Regions from separate parts of the Danio rerio genome. Here region 1 is linked to region 2. A link is a contact called in public Micro-C data. All regions are on one chromosome and are shown on one strand. Each heading gives the region's core, a stretch centred on a gene start, on an enhancer-like site or on the middle of the called end of the contact. The rest is flanking DNA. Distances are from core to core; before and after follow the strand shown.

Region 1 (6,336 bases), core at 838-3,337, 55 kb before region 2:
AATTGTGGGATATAAATGACTAAAATTATTGCAGTTTATAATGTTAACATTTTGAGATATTCCATCACATCAGGAGATCTAATGTCAAACTTTGCTTTAGAACAGAATATTAAGTCACATCAACAGATTTTATGTCAAACTGCGAGATATAAAGTTAGTATTAATGAAATTGCAATTCTAAAACATTTTTGCAAACATGTGTAAGTCACAATAATGGGTAGAAAGTAAAAAAAAAACTGATAACATACTAAAACAATAGTTATATTTCACAATTTGACAAAATCTTTTGATGTTATCTACAATAAATGTAACATCATTAGCTATTAATGTTAAATGCAATCAATTGCTTTAGAATAGTACAACCTTGATTCAGCATTTTCTCGGTGCACATTTTTGTCCTTTCTACGTTTTCAGATGATGTAAATTCTTATGGGATTCACAAGAATATAAAACTAGCTAATAGAATATCAAATTTCACCTGAAAATTGCTAAAAAAAAAATAAAATAAAATAAAGTCATGAATACGAAATCACCACTGAAGTGAGAGTCATTTGAAGAGAAGCAAAACAGGAAAAGAGAAGGAATAAACTTGCAAAATAACAATTTTGCATACTTTTATTCTGTCACATGAAATGAGGACTTGGAATTGTAGTGGAAGTAATAAATGTGAATGTTTGCACTCCTCCTTGGCTGGATCCTCTCTCTTTCTTAGTATGTGTGTGTGTGTGTGTGTGTGTGTGTGTGTGTGTGTGTGTGCGTGTGTGTGTGTGTGTGTGTGTGCGTTGAGACTCCCGCTGAGCGAGCACAGGCTCACCACACACAAGGAAGCCTTTCTTTCCAGCTCCGCAGTCTGGTGTTGGTGCACCTGTACATGGTCATGTGAGCCAAAGCCTTTAATTAGAGATAGAAATTGCCAGTTCCTTCTGCTCTAAACCATTTCCAATGTCAAACATACAGCCGCCGCGGCCTCAATGCCACACTCTGTCTCTCTCCTTCCTTTCCTTCCTCTCTGTCCTTCTTTATTTTCCTTTTCCACTTTCCCTCTCATGCTACACGACCCATACTTTTGGTCTTCGGTGGCAGCAGTAGCTCTTTATAAAAGTTATATCCAAAACATTTTACATTATGCTTTTCATACTTCATATGTCAACTAGGAACTGACAATGTAACTATGTATCTTAAGGATAATCGTGTCATACTTTGCAAGCTGTTTTTTTTAAGGCAGAATAAAAGCTTTTTTTCCTAATATATAAATAATGTGTTAAAAATAAACTAAAGATAGTAATATTAAAAATATATTAAATACAAATACATTACTATTTTTTGTCATTTTATGATTTTTAATTATTATTTTTATTATTATTATTATTATTATTATTATTATTATTATTATTATTATTATTATTATTATTATTATTATTATTATTATTATTATTGTGCACAATTGACTATTTTATCATTTAATAAAAATCCTTTATAATAGAAAATAACTGTAATAATTCCAGAGGTAGCCTACTTGTTGCTTTTCTTCGACTTTATATATATATATATATATATATATATATATATATATATATATATATATATATATATATATATATATATATATATATATATATATATTGAGGACATAAAGAATTATGACTGAAGGTCAAGGCTGATAACTCATCAAGTTTGGATGCAAGAACGTCCTTGAAAACTCCTTAAACAATCATTACATTCTAATGCACACCAGAATAGAAGGATAAAAAGCAGCAACACTTACACACCGTATTACCTTGGAGTGGTAAATAATTTAGTTTAACAGCTCCCACTTTCTCTTAATAACAGTTCATCAATGTTACATTAAGGCAAGGATCTGTTACCAAGCGTGCGGCCTGTGTCACTGATAACAAGGTTGAGGGCTCCTGTTACCCTCTGTGTGTCTGCAAAGCATTTAGGGGAGAGTGTGAACAGAAAAAGAGTGTTTCAGCCAAGAGAGTCCGGGAAGGGAGGAAATTCCAACTGACAAACTGGATATGGAAGACACTGACGCATAGGCCAGAGAGCAAAAACAGCACAAGCCTCTGCACGCTGACGTGTCACTGCATAAAACAGTCGCTTCGAGGATCATTGTGACTCAGGCGAGACTGAAATTGCTGCTCAAACTGGACCAGAAGAGTCAAGAATTCAGCAGAGTCTACATCATGTACAGAAGCGAAATCAAACCGCCGAGTGCAGTTCTGGATGACTGTATGTAAATATGAGGCCTGTTGGTTATACGATTAGTTCACCCAAAATATGAACTCACTAACTCAATCCTTTGTCATTTCAAACTTGCGCTACTTGCTTTCTTCTGAACACAGAAAAGAATTTTTGTGGTGAATACTTTGTAAGCAGAGAAAACACATGGAAGTTAGGGCTGGGCGATTAATTGAAAAGTAATCAAAATTGACATTAAGAACTTAACATTTTTCCAGGTCAGTTTTTTCAATTACTTTCCCCAGCATGTGTGGAGTCATGTGACCCTGCTCTGTTAAGGCTACTTTATACTTCTGCATCGAAGACACAGGTATGGTCTGGCACAGCCTTCATGCGGTCGCATACCTGCACACCTCTCAAAAATTTAACTGCATGTCGCAAGTTTGCACTACATTGATGATGAATGGAAACTGCGGCAGAGACGGCATAATAAAATGATCATTTACACTAAAATATTTGTTTACAGAAGCAATGCACTTTTTAAAATATTATTTAAAGGATGTACAAGTCATTTGATTTAGATACTGCTTATTTTCTACTTTTTATATGAAAAATTTAACATTGAAAATAATTTATTTTGTTTCCAAAAGTGCAAGTTATTTATTATCACATTTTTATACGAAAGAATTGACTGTTTCAGGCAATGTGTGTAATAATTTCAATTGTTTAAAGTTGACATTCAATACATAATCACAAATAGCAGATAGTGTGTGTTTCCTTCAACTATTTTAAAATCAAGTAATGCATCTTTCATTCAAAATTCTCTCACTTGCAGTATGTGAGTATATTTACTGTACAAAACTTGTTCAATAAATAAATCGCCAAATCGCTCAGCCCTAATGGGAGTGGAATAATTTAGGCTTAATTGTATGCAAAAAAAAAATCAATTATATTAAATGTAGCCCTATCCAACTTATTAAGGAAAGAAAATGAGCTGCTGTTTATTACATGTGCAACAACTTCTGCAATACTTTTACACCCTCTTAGGCTGTGAAATTTTCCTTCACAAAAGTTATTTTTATGTTAAAAGAATAAATGAACGAATGAATGAAAGAATAAATTAACTTCCATTTAAGTGAATCATTTTAAACAATGCACTAATATACATGTGTTTTTACTTTGTACTTATATTTAATTAATTTTCTCTTTGTAATTACAGCTGTAATTATTTTATGTTATTACAGTATACCTAATGTACACTGTTGATTGATCCTTTACAGCTAACCCACCCTTAAACCTACCTATACCACTAAACATGTCCCTAACCTGACTCGTATCCCTCCTCTATAGCAGTGGTTTGCAAAGTGGGGGTCGCGGGACAATGACAGGGGGTCGCTTGGTGATTTCAAAATGTCAAATAAATTTATCAAACTATTAAAATTACTATATTTTAATCATAACCCACATAATATAAAAATAGTAGTTTTAATAGTAAAAAACAACAACATGCAAATGAAAAGCCATCACCCTTTAAATTATTTTTTTCATTGGACTCCAGTGTTTACATTAGATTAACAACACAGCAATAGCGTCAGCTGCAGCAGATTGATTTTATAGCACCAGGTTAAACTTTCTGACACCTTTATGGCAATCAAATACATTAACAATAAATACAGGCACACAACTGAACACTGAGAATGTTCTCTGATTGGTGGTCTACAAAATTAAACCAAGAATAGACATGTGCTATAAAAAACATGTGCCCGCCAGTCTCTTTAGCTGAGGTTAATATTAAAATAAACAAATTAATAAATGACTATAAAAATTATATGGTTGTTAAACTGCTGCACTTTTTGTGTTGTCAATATGCTGGTGTTTATATAGGCTTATTGTTGTGTGTGGAACATTTGTATGTTTATAACCACCTCTGAGGAATTTGGGAATCGCGAGTCACTGGCATTGTTATTTTAGGGGTCGCGAGCTGAAAAGTTTGGGAACCCCTGCTCTTTAGCACCATATGAGTTGTGCAATATTAACAATAGGTACATTGTAATCTAGTTAATGGAAGCCTTTTTATTAACTAACACTTTACAATCAGGTCCCATTAGTTCAGGCTAATTAATGCATTAAGTACTTAAAGTTTTATGTCGGGGTGAACTATCCTTGTAATTAAAAAAATATTTGTCCCATTAAATATGTGAAGAGTGGCAAGAAAATAAACCAGGCAATCAACACTGAGGTTTCGAAATCTGTGTGATTCAGTTTGCTTCATTTTTTACTTGTTTGTAGGTTGCGCAAGACAGGAATTGCACAAGAAACAACTAACAGCTAAGACACTTCCTGAAGTTGGACTAGAGAACACACACCTGCTGCTGTTGAAGATGCAGTAAATCCACCGGGCTGATCTCCCCATTGGTGTCACCGTTGGACCCACCCTCTCTTCCTCCGCCGTCTGATTGGCTGCTTAGACTGCTGACTCCATTTTGATTGGAGGGTGTTGTTCGAATGGTCTCAGTTGCTGATTCTACCATCATCACGTGGCACCTTGAAGGGAAAAAAGACATAAATAAATGAAAAATCAGTGCTGAGTGACCATCAGGCATTGTTAGAAATTCTACATCATGCCAAGATCTATGCAGCCAATGCATTCGACCACAAAAGCTAACACACACACACACACACACACACACACAAACCAATAGCCCAGATTCACAATCAACCCCATCAGAAAGTGTTTAATCGGAGTTAGAAATACAGTGGCACAGCTGCTAACCTTGATAAGAACATAGTAAACAAGCAGTGCACCATACATCCATTTGGACATACCTAAAGAACCACCTGAGCCTCTGAACAGCCAATGATAGCCAAGGACACAAATGCGGAGGAAGGCGCAACGAAGGTCTGTCTGAAGAGATACTTGTGTCAAACCAAAATGGCATTGTGCCGTAAAAGAGTGGCATGCTTTTCCCTTCACCAAAAGTTACAATACAGTGCATCAGCTCTGATCGAAGGACGTTTGTCTTTGACAGAAAGTGTTGATGCATCCACCACATCGTCAAAAGCGACCCTTTCAATTAGAAAACGTCTGCTGAAAAGAAACACCAACCTCTTGTGCACCTTATTATAGGCAGCACAAAAACACAAGCAACTTCCAAGAGAAGAGGAATGCATTTAGTGTCTTTAAGAGGTGAAGAGAGTGAAAGGGAAAAAAAGAAATAAGCCTTCAAATGAGTGAACGATTCAGTGAACCGATGACTTATTGACGTGTGCAGTCTTATTAGAAAAACAGCGAGTGCTCCTGAATTAAAGATGCCAGTTTTGCTGTCATTTTTTGTCCTGATAGATTTATTTATTTAAAATGCATTAAACATGTAGTTCTGCATACAACAGCTTAAATGACACCGATTTTATAATGTTTTGAATGTTTAAATAAGTTTTTAATACATTAAAACTAATCATGAAGACTACACAAATGAAAACAGAACAGTGATATTTTATTCATTAGTCTGTTCATGTTTTCCAATATTAAAATAATGAAATTGTATAATCTAACAAAACATCACATCACATAAAAAACATACATGAAACCAACTTTAACACAAACACTACACCTAAGAATTGGGCACATGCAATTTACGACCTTTTTTTTGCATTTTGATTTATTTAACCTTGTCTGCTTGTTTGTCTGCTTATGAGAGCCGTAAGATATTTATTTAAAAACAACAAGCAACAACCTGTAGAACTGCTTTGTGATTGTATTGTGGGAAATGTACTATCTACACATGCAGTACGTGCTGTGCAGTAAAGCTCGCCACAACAACAGCTGAAGATAGATAGAGAAGACTACGCGCTTCCACACCCAGATCTACTGTACGACAGGACGCTTTTGTAAACTTGAGGGCTATTATTTCCAACAAATTCACAGTCTGAATCGCTTAAAAGCACCTGGTTGAAGAGTTATATACTTCATGCAAAGCTGTCAACTGAGGTAGTCATGCAAATCGCATGACTGAAAAGGATGCAGGCATGTCTTGCATTATGAGGGATGCAAACCAAAGATGCGGGTAGTTTTATTGCGTGTGGACCTGTGAAGAACTCTAAACCATGTTTAGTTAATTTACATCAATCCAAAAAAAAAAAAAAATAATAATAATC
Region 2 (6,446 bases), core at 2,835-5,334:
TTGGCCAAAAAAAAAGGCATAACTCTTTCTAGAAGTGTGATTGACCATAGTTCACTTTCCACCCGTGCCTGCAGCTTCAAGCTGCCAGTAATCTCTCCTGAGGTGCTCTGCTAATGGATATAGCGAAGTAATGATCAACGCCTCAGACTCAAGTACTGTCATTTCCGTCCAGTGAACACCCTGCTTTTCCCTCTACCACATTTCCCCAGCTCATCGGAAATGGGCCCTTCCTCTCTCCAAGCAAACGCTAGGGTCATTCTTTAAGACAGTCATCACCTCATAACAGCCTGGCACTCTCCCGAATCCCGGCGTGAAGCCTCTCCACACAGGAAACCTTGTGCGCGAAAACCAAGAAAGTGAAAAAAAAAAAGTGCCACTGAGGTCACGGGGAAGAGAAGCTGTGCTTAAGAGTTCAAGTGGAGAATTAAATTCACATTTGGAACAAATAGACCATAAGAAAACAGCATCCAGCAGCATCTTCAGCTGACGGATAGCCTAGACGGCACTTCCGCACAGCAGTCTGGTCTGTCTCAAAGTTGAAACAGTTAACGCCAGACCATTTCGATAGCTAATCAGATCAACACTGTCATCTGGAAAACATCCGTCAGTCTGGTCTCTTTTTTTATTTGCAGTTTTTAATTTGCAGTTGGTTGAAATGGCTTCAGTGTCAGTTGTTTGGTGTAGTTAGTTCCTTTTTTTCCCCTTTTAGGGCTCAGAGTTTGGGGAGAAAATGACACCACTCTCTGAGTAGTAATAAAAGCAGCCCTCACAGTCTAAAAACGTGCGTAATTTATTATTCACATACACTGAAAAATGCTCAGCCGCGCTGTTCCACCAAATAACATCTCCAATTAAAACCACATGTTTAATCTACGGCTAGTGGTTGCCGCTGGTCAACGGCGGAGCTGATGCGTTCAAAGGCGCAAACGAGCGTAAAAATTCCAGCCTGACCTTTCACGTAAGGTCAGCTGAAATATGAAAGGGAGAACGTAGGCATGACATATTTCACACAGACATGTTTTGGAGAGAAGAGTTAGCCAAAAGTACATCTGACAAAAACTATCCTGATCTGTTAAGAGATTGCTCTTCACCATGCTTTGGTTAAAACTGCACTTGTGTAAAAACTAACATTATTTTTTGGAGCGATACAAGAGTTTAATGGTGGAAATGCCACGTGAGGGTCTAAGGGACAGTGCTTCACAAGAAGCAGAGTGCTTTGTGTTAAAACCACCCGTGGTGTTGAAAAACTTACATTTACCACTAAATCACTTGACTGAGGCTCATCTGAATTTGAACGAGAACACACACACACACACACACACACACACACACACACACACACACACTAAATGCTTTTTTCGCACAGTACACTCCAACATATATTTGCACTTGGTTGTTCAAATAAAGTTTCAATCAGCAAATGTTCCTAAAATATGCATCAAAAAGCTACATGCCTGAATTTACACCTGGCATCAGGTTAGTCTCAACATCGTTTTCCAAAACAAACACATTCCTGACCTTCTTTACCCAGAAAAATACCCACAGAGGGCTCAACACCAGCCTGCCATGCAATCCACACATTTATCAAAATAACATTCGAAAGACCTCCAAAAGTCAGGTATGTAGTCTTTATGAACCTGAAGAACAACATAAAACAATCACTTAACAGAAAATTAGTGATGTATCACTTAAAATCCTGAACTTTACACTAGTCTGGTGTGAGCCGTTAGAAATAGAGTGTTAAAACTATCGGCTGAGGTGTAGCTATTGCCGCTTGCAGCTGCTTGACGGCCATGCAAATAACTAAATTACCCACTTTACTGTCATTTTCATGCCCTCCCTGAACAATCTGCCTTATTCTTTGTCAACTTCATGAATTATCACTTTAACTCGAAGCACATAACATCATTCAATCACTCTATTCATCTCACACACAAGCAGATGAAATGGAAATTGTATTCATCACTTTATGCTTATGTTCATCTACACATGTCACATTTCAATTAGCAGGGAATCTGTTTATCATAAGAGGCAATATATCAGTAAACGGACATTGTAAACGCACAAAAGTAAAGCACTGAGTTTTAAAAAAAAGTGTTTTCAGCGTGGAATGTAACATAGTTCAATAAAAAATAATCTTAACACAAAAAAAATGTGTGTGGAAATAAACAAAATATTCTATGTAAGCATTCTTTCATAAACAATTTCAAAAGCTCTTTTATGTGCTTTTAAATGCTGTCAGTAATTATGTAGATGAAATAATTACAATGATTAAACAAATTAAAATTATTAGAAACATTTTGACATCAAAGTAAATAATATAACGCTATTTCTTAGACTTAACAAATGTGATTTAATAAATGTTTGCACTAAGTTGTAAATGCTAAAAGTGAATTAAGCCATTCACTTATATATGAGATTTAAATTAATTGTGTCAAAAGCTCCATCAATCAGTTCTTAATAACATGAGATTTACATACACACTGCCAGATTATGAGGATGATGATGATGTATATTTTTGGTTTTGCAGAAAAAGACTGAATAGGGATAAGTCAAGAAGAGTGCGATTTAACAGTACACTTGGTTCAACTCGTGAGCTGTAGTTCCCTCTGCAGATTCACTTTATGCCCCGTACTCAAATGTTGAAATTGTTGCAAGTTTAGTTTTATTATTTTATTTTAGAGATTTTAAGCTGAAATATCGCTGATTTAATTACGAAACGAATACAAAATCATGAAAAACTGTGTAAATAATTAAAAACAAAAGTTAATCTTGCTCATTCATTTGTAAATGAAACTCAAAATAAAAGTATTATGTTTTTAAAGTTTGTCATCAACCTGTCTGTTAATTACTAAAGTGAAGCAAAACTGACTAATGAAAATAAAATATTTAATTATGATACGTTCTTTTGACGTAAGTAATGAGGTAAATAACGTTCGTCCCTTTTTTGGGGAAATCTGCTTTTGCGCCAATACTAACTTTACTAATGTCATTGTATTTCGCGGTAATCAATACACTTAAATTAGTGATTATAAATAATTATGAATGCCGAGTTAATGTATTTAAAGTATTTTATGCGTTGCATCTTTATGTTATATTATCTTAATAACACACCGGTACAAATGACACTAAAACAACTATAAATAATTTCAATATGTCCCTTGGATTTTTTTGGTTTTAACAAACGTTATAATTTTAAAAAGTCGGTTTTAAAAATCGGTTTATTTGATAAAAATGAAAACTTACGGATTGTTATGAGTTATTTACATAAGATCTGCTCTCTGTTTCCTGAGGGCCTGTTAAAAACAATCAGCAACTCGGAGAATTAGGGGAAAATTGCTTGAAGGTATATTATTAAAATAAAAAACGTGATTAGACTTTTTAAACTTGTATATTTACATGCAGTTTATTGTCTTGAATTATTTATCATGAGAGTTTTGTACGGCCATCTGATTTCTACATTTCTGTAAGTGAAGCATGGCATTCTTCAAAAGAAAGCAAATGCAAAATAGCACCGATTTATCTCAAACTATTTTATTTGATCTGTCAAAAAAGTCATCTTATAGTTTAGATCAAAAGTAAGGGCAGGCGATAGCCTATTTTCAAACGCAGATGCATGTTTATTAAACTTGTTTGAATCGCTATGTTTTGTTAACTTTATCCAAACTGCTTTTGCGTTCTTATGTATTGTTATAGTGAAGTTTGCGGGTAACTAAATCATAATGATTTATGATTCTCTCGTGAAGAATAAATGCACGCTTTCGTCCCCGGTTTAAAAGTGTCACGTAAAAAAGTTGCATTGTTCCAATGCGAGCTTTAGTATCCCATTTGGCGAAATATCTAAGAAAAAAACTATGACTGTAACATTTATTTCTATTGATCTGAATAAATGTGTGTGATAACACGTCCGTGCATTCAAATGTGGAATACACATTAGGCTAATATTAAAAACGCTGAATCGCGCGAGGAGCAAAGAAGTAAAGAAAAAGAAGTAAAAAAGTGTATATGAACCTGTTAGGATATTGTGAAGAACTCTACTTTCACTCTACGGCTGGACCATGTGGATGTGTCGCTCCAGCTCTCGTGAATGTCCCAGTGATTCCAGAAACCTTCAGAAGAGCAACGCAAAAAGGAAAAAAAAATCCTGTTCTATGAGTGATGTCTTCAGACCATTACTTTAAACGACAACTGTCTTTATTAGTCTTCTTTTCCTTTTTACTGGCTTCCTCTCCCTCAGACTGGTCACTCAGTAGGGTGATAAGTGGAAACAATAATCGTGCACTAGCTCAAAGGCTGCATGGTCACAGCGCTCCTCAAAGTTCATGAAGAACAAGCACGCGGCTCTTTACGCCTCCTCGTCGCTTCAGGTCTTCTCTCTTCCTCTCTGTTAGTCACACGGTGAGTTTTCCTAAAGTCCCAATAATGCTTCTCGCTGGAGTTTTTGGCATCTCGTCTGTTCCTCGCTCATTCGCAGAGAAATCAGTGTTGAATTACTCCGCTTGTGTCTTGTGTTGGCGATGTGTTAGGGGACAGTTTGCTCTACCGTAATGCGTCTAGAACAGGCGCGCTGCGCACATCTGCGCTGCCGCTCTGATTGAACACAATACAAAAGCTCGCGCGCTCCGGGTGCTGATCTCTTCACCTGCGCGCGCATCGCGGGTTTAGTTGGGCCATTGTGGCCGCGGACGAGCAACAGATGTTAGTCAAAGGACAGCCTCACCATGGGAACCGTTACCTACTCCACATCTCTACTCTTTAGGAAATAACAAGTCCGATCTTGCAACACATTTGGTTTTGCTGTCGATAAGTGTTTATTATAATTGTTGTGAAATGCGAATATTTAAACATTTCTACAACAACAACAACAACAACAACAACAACAACAACATTAGCAATAATAATTTAGTAATCTGGTATAGCAGTTGTATTTGAAAAAGTTGCATTGTATTTCATCATCATAATAAGCATAATCAAGACAAAATATTCTAGACAAAATCTAGATAATGTTGAATAGTACACTGATATATGTTTTAATAGTTTGATAGTTAAGAAATACTGTTTTAATTAGTATACTGTACCATTATCATAATTAAATTATGAATATATCATAATTTGACTATTAATAAATAACATTATAATAAACAACTAATAACAATACTGTATTATTATTAATATGAGTATTAATAATGATAATAATAATAATAATAATTTAGAAGTAGTATGGCAGTAGTAGTACAAAAGTTGTATTTGTAAATTTTTATTGCATTTCATCATCATCATCATCATCATCATCATCATCATCGTCATCATCATCAACAAAAATATGCAAGACTCAAATAAATAACATTACTATACTTTATCATCATCATCAACATCAAATTATGTATACCTATTAATTAAATTAATTATCGAGTAATAACATCACAATAACAAAACAATTAATAACAATACTCCATTACATATATTAATATATCATATAATATAATATATACCAACAACAACAACAACAATAACAAAAATAATAATAATAATAATAATAATTATTATTATTATTATTATTATTATTATTATTATTATTATTATTATTATTACAGTGTCTTACATTTGATCTTAATAATGATGATGATGAACTTTAATTAAAAAGTAATAATGATAAGAAGAACAATGGTAATAAATAATAATTATAATAATAATAATAATAATAATAATAATTATTATTATAATTATAATTATTGTTGTTATTATATATGTATTTATTATAATTATTATTATTTATTCACATTGCACTTTTTATCATTTTTACCTATTATCATCATGATCATTAAGATAAAATGTAGATGATATAGATATGATATAGATATTGCTGTGTAGTATTATTATTTAATTAATAAATAATTGATATATTCATGTTCTAGTATATGATATACACAAACAGATAACATGAAGACTATACATGAAAACAACAATAGCAAGGAGAGTTATTTATATATAATACCTGATGAAATGTATAAAAGCCTTTGTGTATTTATGTGTATCGACAGTAACTGAACTGTTACTATATCATTTACTAAAAGTGTAATTACTGTAGATACACATCACAAGCGATGGTATCTCTATAAAATTATTATTGAAAATTTCAACAATTAGGACCATGTAGGATATGGGCAAGTTGTTAATTTATGAATATGACTTCAACTTTTATTGGATAGTCAAGGTGCTTTATCAGTAATCTGTCATCTTATCAAAAATGTTGAAACTTGATTTATTTTATGGTCAGTGGAAACTTTCTATCAGCAAAAAACATCTCTTTTACTTGAACCATCAAAAAAGGCAATCATTCACATCGCCACTGGACAATAGGATACGACCCCCATTAGTCAAGACATATTCATTAGAAAAATCAATAATCCAAGATGTAGCCATGCTGGCTTAAAATGAAGGCAGCA

Evidence for each region. A called contact is a pair of places that touch in the nucleus more often than the background predicts.
Region 1: a contact with region 2 is called in a Micro-C map of caudal fin, with 3 times the contacts expected there. The contact joins the enhancer-like site here to the promoter of foxp4 in region 2. A contact is called at or near these places in 2 of 18 Hi-C or Micro-C datasets (caudal fin and an unstated tissue) and 1 of 4 datasets of contacts at active chromatin or transcription factors (caudal fin).

Annotation. Positions count from the first base shown.
Region 1 is chr11:24,073,977-24,080,312 of GRCz12tu, reverse strand. foxp4 (forkhead box P4) reads right to left here. Exons shown (of 18, transcript NM_001199491.1): 2 at 4,548-4,725. The coding sequence starts at 4,715. Among named protein-coding and RNA genes, the nearest start is that of foxp4, 54 kb to the right of the region's middle. Within about 2 kb of position 2,087, at least 11 of the 62 cell types and tissues checked have an H3K27ac peak or open chromatin away from gene starts, as enhancers often do. A contact at or near this core is called in caudal fin, where this site is marked.
Region 2 is chr11:24,020,723-24,027,168 of GRCz12tu, reverse strand. foxp4 (forkhead box P4) reads right to left here and starts at 4,084. Exons shown (of 18, transcript NM_001199491.1): 1 at 4,012-4,084.